2 separate regions of the Ovis aries genome follow, and region 1 is linked to region 2. A link is a contact called in public Hi-C data. All regions are on one chromosome and are shown on one strand. The core of a region is the stretch at or near the end of the contact, and the rest is flanking DNA. Distances in the headings are between cores, read along the strand shown.

Evidence for each region. Hi-C and Micro-C count contacts between places; a contact is called where the count stands out from the background.
Region 1: a contact with region 2 is called in a Hi-C map of mixed tissues, with 4 times the contacts expected there. The contact joins two enhancer-like sites. A contact is called at or near these places in 2 of 16 Hi-C or Micro-C datasets (liver and mixed tissues).

What each region holds. Positions count from the first base shown.
Region 1 is chr20:7,170,876-7,173,575 of ARS-UI_Ramb_v3.0, forward strand. The region is part of intron 1 of GCLC (glutamate-cysteine ligase catalytic subunit); the gene reads left to right. Among named protein-coding and RNA genes, the nearest start is that of GCLC, 15 kb to the left of the region's middle. Within about 2 kb of position 1,301, at least 17 of the 54 cell types and tissues checked have an H3K27ac peak or open chromatin away from gene starts, as enhancers often do.
Region 2 is chr20:7,036,803-7,039,502 of ARS-UI_Ramb_v3.0, forward strand. No RefSeq gene overlaps it. Among named protein-coding and RNA genes, the nearest start is that of KLHL31, 37 kb to the left of the region's middle. Within about 2 kb of position 1,254, at least 9 of the 54 cell types and tissues checked have an H3K27ac peak or open chromatin away from gene starts, as enhancers often do.

The sequences.
Region 1 (2,700 bases), core at 51-2,550, 130 kb after region 2:
GCCGCAGGCCTGCAGACAGGGCTAAAACTGAGGAGGGCGAGGTGCCTGACCCAGAGAGGAAGCCTGACCAGCGCCCCTGAACCCAGCTGACCCCCATGAGGGACCCAGGCATGTGTGGGACCCCAAGAAGGACCTCAGGGGCGGTGGATCACCCTGGGGGCAGGGAGGGCGGCAGGCTTTCAAGGGATTATGGGGACGGGAACGGAAGTGAGCCCAAATTGGCCGGTTAGGCAGGGACCGGAGGCTTTGGCAGAGACCAATCCCGAACATATTAAGAACTTGGGAAAAGAGCAAGAATTGGTTTCCTGCCAAGATAAATGGCACAAAGCCCATGCGTGTTTTCACAGCTTGTAGGGTCCTTGAAATCTTGATTATGAGTCTCAGAGAGAAACAGAATTGAGCTCGGAAAGCATACGCATTTTGGTCACTGAACTTAGTAGCCAAGGGGACTGTATACTGAAACTGATCATAAAGGATTGAGTAGTTCAGAACGATGACCCTGAATTGCCACCTCTTAAAGGCTGAGTTTCTCAGATCTTGTTTGAGAAATTCAGGAATCATAAGCGTTAGACATCCAGCCAAAAGAACACATCTTCTGCATCCAGAAAGCTTGGTTACCTGTGTCGGTGTATTTTTGGAGAGTTCCTACGGCCACGGCTCCACTCTGTTTGGAGAGCTCTCAGTGTTTTTAGATGTTTGTGTCTGCTATGGTCAGGATTTAGTAATTGAACTTATTTCCACAACAAGGTTACAAAAGAACCCCCAAACCAGATGTTCGTAATTAACGTAGATTTTCACACAAACCCACTGTCCTGTCTCCCATGCCCCAGGCCTGTTTTTCAGTCCTGTGGATTCAGTTAACCTCTTTCTGAACTGTGTGCTGAAGAAGCAGGGTTTTAAAACAAACCCAGAGGCCAGAGCCTCTGCGAACGTTTACATTTTTTTTGATTTAAAAAAGGTTTTTTGTTTGAAAGAATATGCTGAGCCCTGGAAGCCTCAGAGCAACCTAGAAAGGTTATTTGGGAGCACTCCCCTCATTTCCCGCTCAAGTGTTCACGTGTTTACACAAGTTGGGCGCTTGGAAGGCACAGCAGCCCGGCCTGCGGTGCTGCCTCGGCCCAGGGCCGCTCTGGCTGGGTGAGAGGGACCCAGGGGTCAGGAATTGCTGGCCTCAGAACGCAAACAGCCGCAACTAGGAAGCAAGTATGTAGCACAGAGGGCATACACTTTACTCCTGGAAGCCTGTCCCAAGCCCTCACCCAGAGATCACCCACTTCGTACGCTGTTCCTGCACGCCGGTCGTCTCTTTCCTCTGCTCAGGGTGAGCTACATAGTGAGAAACCAGTGCCAAGAGCAGCTTGGAGAAGCAGATCTAGGCGCGGTAGCCGGTGGCTGCCTCCCAGGTCCTTGCTCTGTTATGCCTCTCCTTACAGAAATGAACTTGCCTGGAGTCTGAAGCCTTCGTAAATGGCAGTGTGTTTAGTGTCTTCCTGTTGTAGCGCCAGAGGACGTAATCAGCTTTAGGAAGATTTCCACTGATGTATGCATACAGTCTAAGAGATCATGTGCTAGAAGGGGTGAGCCTTGGGTAGCAAGACAATGGATTTGAACAGAAACTCCCTTCCTGGCAATACAGAGTATGCAATGTCTTGCATTTGAGAGGGAACGAAAAAGAGATGGTCCTATACTGTGAGAATTTCTGGAAGAGTGTAACTACAGAAACAGTAGTTAAGAGTTGGAAGGGACACGGTGGTTCTTTTCCATATTTTCCAGAGATTAAAACATGTCCCTAATGTCCATGATTATAATATTTGTGAGGAGAGAGGGGAAATTGCGACTGCTCTGGCCAGGGTAACCACCTTCCACAACTTCACCAGGCCCAAGTGTGGGTGGAGCCCTTGGATGTGGGGCCAAGAGGGGTCCTGGTGTTGGGAGTCAGCCAGGGGTCCTCTGAAGAGTAGGCGCTTGACCAGAGCCCCTCCGGAGCCAGCTTCCCAAAGGCCTGCGGCCAGAGCTTGCCAAGCAGATAGCAGAGGTGCCGTGCAGGCCCAGAGAAGCATCAAGGCCCCGCGGTCACCTTGGTGCGGCCTGGGGGCAGGACTGGAGAGGAGGGGCTGGGCTGGAGCAGCCGGGCGGCCGCGTGGCATGGGCGCTGCCTTCCTCTAAGTTTCAGACCTTGGCAGTGGTTGAGAGGGGAGTGACTTGATCCGTGCCTGCTTTCGCAGTGCTAATGGGTGTTGTGCCAGAAGGCTTTCCTTTTACTGAGACCCCGGGTACCGGAAATAAATGCCATGAGAAGCAGCGTTAGGGTGAAATATTCATGATATTCTGCTCTATCTCAAGTCTTTTGGGTAATGTTGATTACAGGCCATCGTGCCCTGCTAAGAACACTTGCAAGACACCATTCTGCCTCAATATGTGTGCCCCTGCGCTGAGACCTTAGAAGGTAATCCCCAGTAACACTGGAGGATACGTGGACTCGCTTCCGCTTTAGGCACTTGACAGGCGTGATTCTTTGTAATCACTAGTGACCCCCTGAGGTAGGCGTTATCCTCTTTTTATACAAGAAAAAAATATACAGCCCTTCAGTTCAGTCGCTCATTCTTGTCCGACTCTTTGCTACCCCATGAATCGCACCACGCCAGGCCTCCCTGTCCATCACCATCTCCCGGAGTTCACTCAAACCCACGTCCATGGAGT
Region 2 (2,700 bases), core at 4-2,503:
GTGTTGGGGAAGATGGGATTGAAACCCTGCCCTTGAAGCATTTCTGACCATCTTTTCCCTTAGTTCTCTTCTCTCCTGCCCACTCCAACCAGTGGAGATGCTGGCCTGCAGGACGACAAGGCACTGGGCCCTAGCCCTCCCTTCCTGGGCCTCTGACATCCCCACTCCCCTGCCAAAATGTGTGTATTCTGTAAGGAAGTGAGTAGATCTCCAAATGGTCAATATCATTAATTTTATCATATAATAGCATGACTTTTTAAAGTAAAATATTACTTTAAAAATTTTTTAAGTAAAATATTCCATCTTTAGCCTGATGCTGGGAAAGATTGGGGGCAAAAAAGGATGACATAGCTGGATGGCATCATCAACTCAGTGGACATGAGTTTGAGTAAACTCTGGGAGATAGTGAAGGGAAGCCTGGCATGCTGAAGTCCATGGGGTCACAAAGAGTCAGACATGACTGAGCGACTGAACAACAGCAACAGGGATTTCTGGTGAGTGGGCCTAGTTGGAGGAAATGTAACTGCTTGACGATGGTGCCCACATGGTTTTCCTCTTTCCACAATGGAGAGACCTCTATACCACCACCCATCGTGACTCCCTCAAGCTGGGCTCCAGGGGCCATCTCATCCTCTCCCCTTCCTCCAAAGATGATCCCACAACCTTGGGCAAGGACATAGACCCAAAGTTTGCATTAGCTGAAAAGGATAGAAAGGCTAGTTTTCAGTGGGAAAAAAAAAAAAATCACAGCATTCAGATTCAGGGTGGGAGTATTTCCCAGGCAGGAGGCCAACAGAGTGATGGTGAAAGCTAAGACTTTGCAGCCAGTCACCCTGGATCCCTCGGCTCAGCTCCGGCCCTGACCAATCTTGTGACCAGCAGGTTTTCTTTACCATCCCTGCAATTCAGATGCTTGGGCAGTTGAGTGAGGGTACCTGCCTCAAGTGGTACCCGTGAGAATGGAAAGAGTTATCTGCTGTCAGTGCCTAGAGGAGGATTTGGCACGTAGGTATTACAGGCTAAGTGTGATAGCTGTGACAATTCTTCTTCCTGGAAAATTTCCTTCCTTTCCCCCTGGAATGCAGAGACTGCAGAACGGCTCAGCAGTGCTTGTCGTGACCTGGCTATGCCAGGTGCATGGTGCCCTTTCTGTGCATGTCATCAAACACGGACCAGATTAGAGAGGAAGGCTCCACAGGAAAACAAAGACACCAGAGAATTCCCATTTGACAGGCACAGACCAAGACAAAGGGAGTTATGTGAACACCAGCCACATATTCAGAAGAGTTTAGACAATACACTGCTTTGTTATATTTCATGAGTTCATGGCACCCAAAGATGCCGCTAATACAGGAGGACAATAGCTGACATATCAGGTTTTGCAGTCATACTACCAGTGGCTGACTGTCTGCCAAACCGCCTTCGGCATCGTCCCTGAGTTCACAGAACAAAAAGAGGATGGGTATTACAATGCTCGCTTCCATCAGACTTTAAAAGTCCCAGATTATCTGAAAGATCAGTCAAACTGAAACCAGAGTGCAGCCTGTTGCATCTCATGGCAGAATTATTAAATTTATTCCATTCCTGAGGCATCTAAATAGGAGGAAGGGGGCGTTTGGCAAACATGAGCAGAGGGGAGCCCTGCACAGGATTTATCTGAGTCCACAGGCGGTGGACTAGTTTTCCAGGACTGTCATAACAAATGACCACAATTTGGATGACTCATAACAATAGAAAAGTATTCTTTCGCTGTTCTGGAGGCAAGAGGTCCAAAATCCAGGTGCCAGCAAGGTTGGTTCCTTCTGGAAGGCTGCGAGGGAGCATCTGTTCTGTGCTTCTCCCCTAGCTGCTGGAGCCTTCCACCCATCTTTGGCGTTTCTTGACTTGAAACTCCATGACTCCATGACCATCTTCTCAGTGTGTCCCTGTGTCTTCTCACGGCATTTTCCTGTGTGTGTGTGTGTGTGTGTGTGTGTGTGTGTCCAAACTTCCCTTAGGGTGTTGGATCGGTACCACCTTAATGACCTCAACTTACCTTGATCAAGTCTGCAAAGACCTTGATTCCAAATAAGATCACGTTCCCAAATACCAAGGGTTAGGATTTCAACATCTCTTTGGGGGCGGGGGACACAATGCAAACAATAACAGGTGTGGATTTGCTAATTGCCGAGGAGAATTCAGAGTCGATCAACTTTTGCCCACTAGTCTGAGAATCTTCACTCCTTAAATGAGGAGCGTAAACATGTTTCACCCTTAGACTTGATCTTCTAAGAAAAACTCTCTTCTACTGTTTCACTTGAGTTCTGTTTTAGTGTGCTTCCAGGTTTGGAAGAAATGGTCTTTGTCCTGTCTTTAAATCTGTTGTTCTTCGTGTGGATGTCACCCCAGAAGGTAAAATTCTAAAAGCTATTTAGTTGGTCATTGTTGGCGTTGACGTGGGAGAAAGAAGAAAGAGACGGCCTCAGAGACACTCCTCAACCTGCACCAGAGGCCATCTGCGAGCAGAGAACTTCACCAGCTGGGGAAATAGCAAAGGGGGACCCTCTGTTTAAAGGAAGCCTGGAGCAACACTTTCTTTCTGTATCTTAAAAGCAGGCATGAAGTTAAGGCTGTTAGTTTCCAAGGTCACAACGTGAGATAGCAGGGAAATGACAGTGACATAGTCCCATGCAGGCAAAATGGGTCCTCCTTTCCCCATTC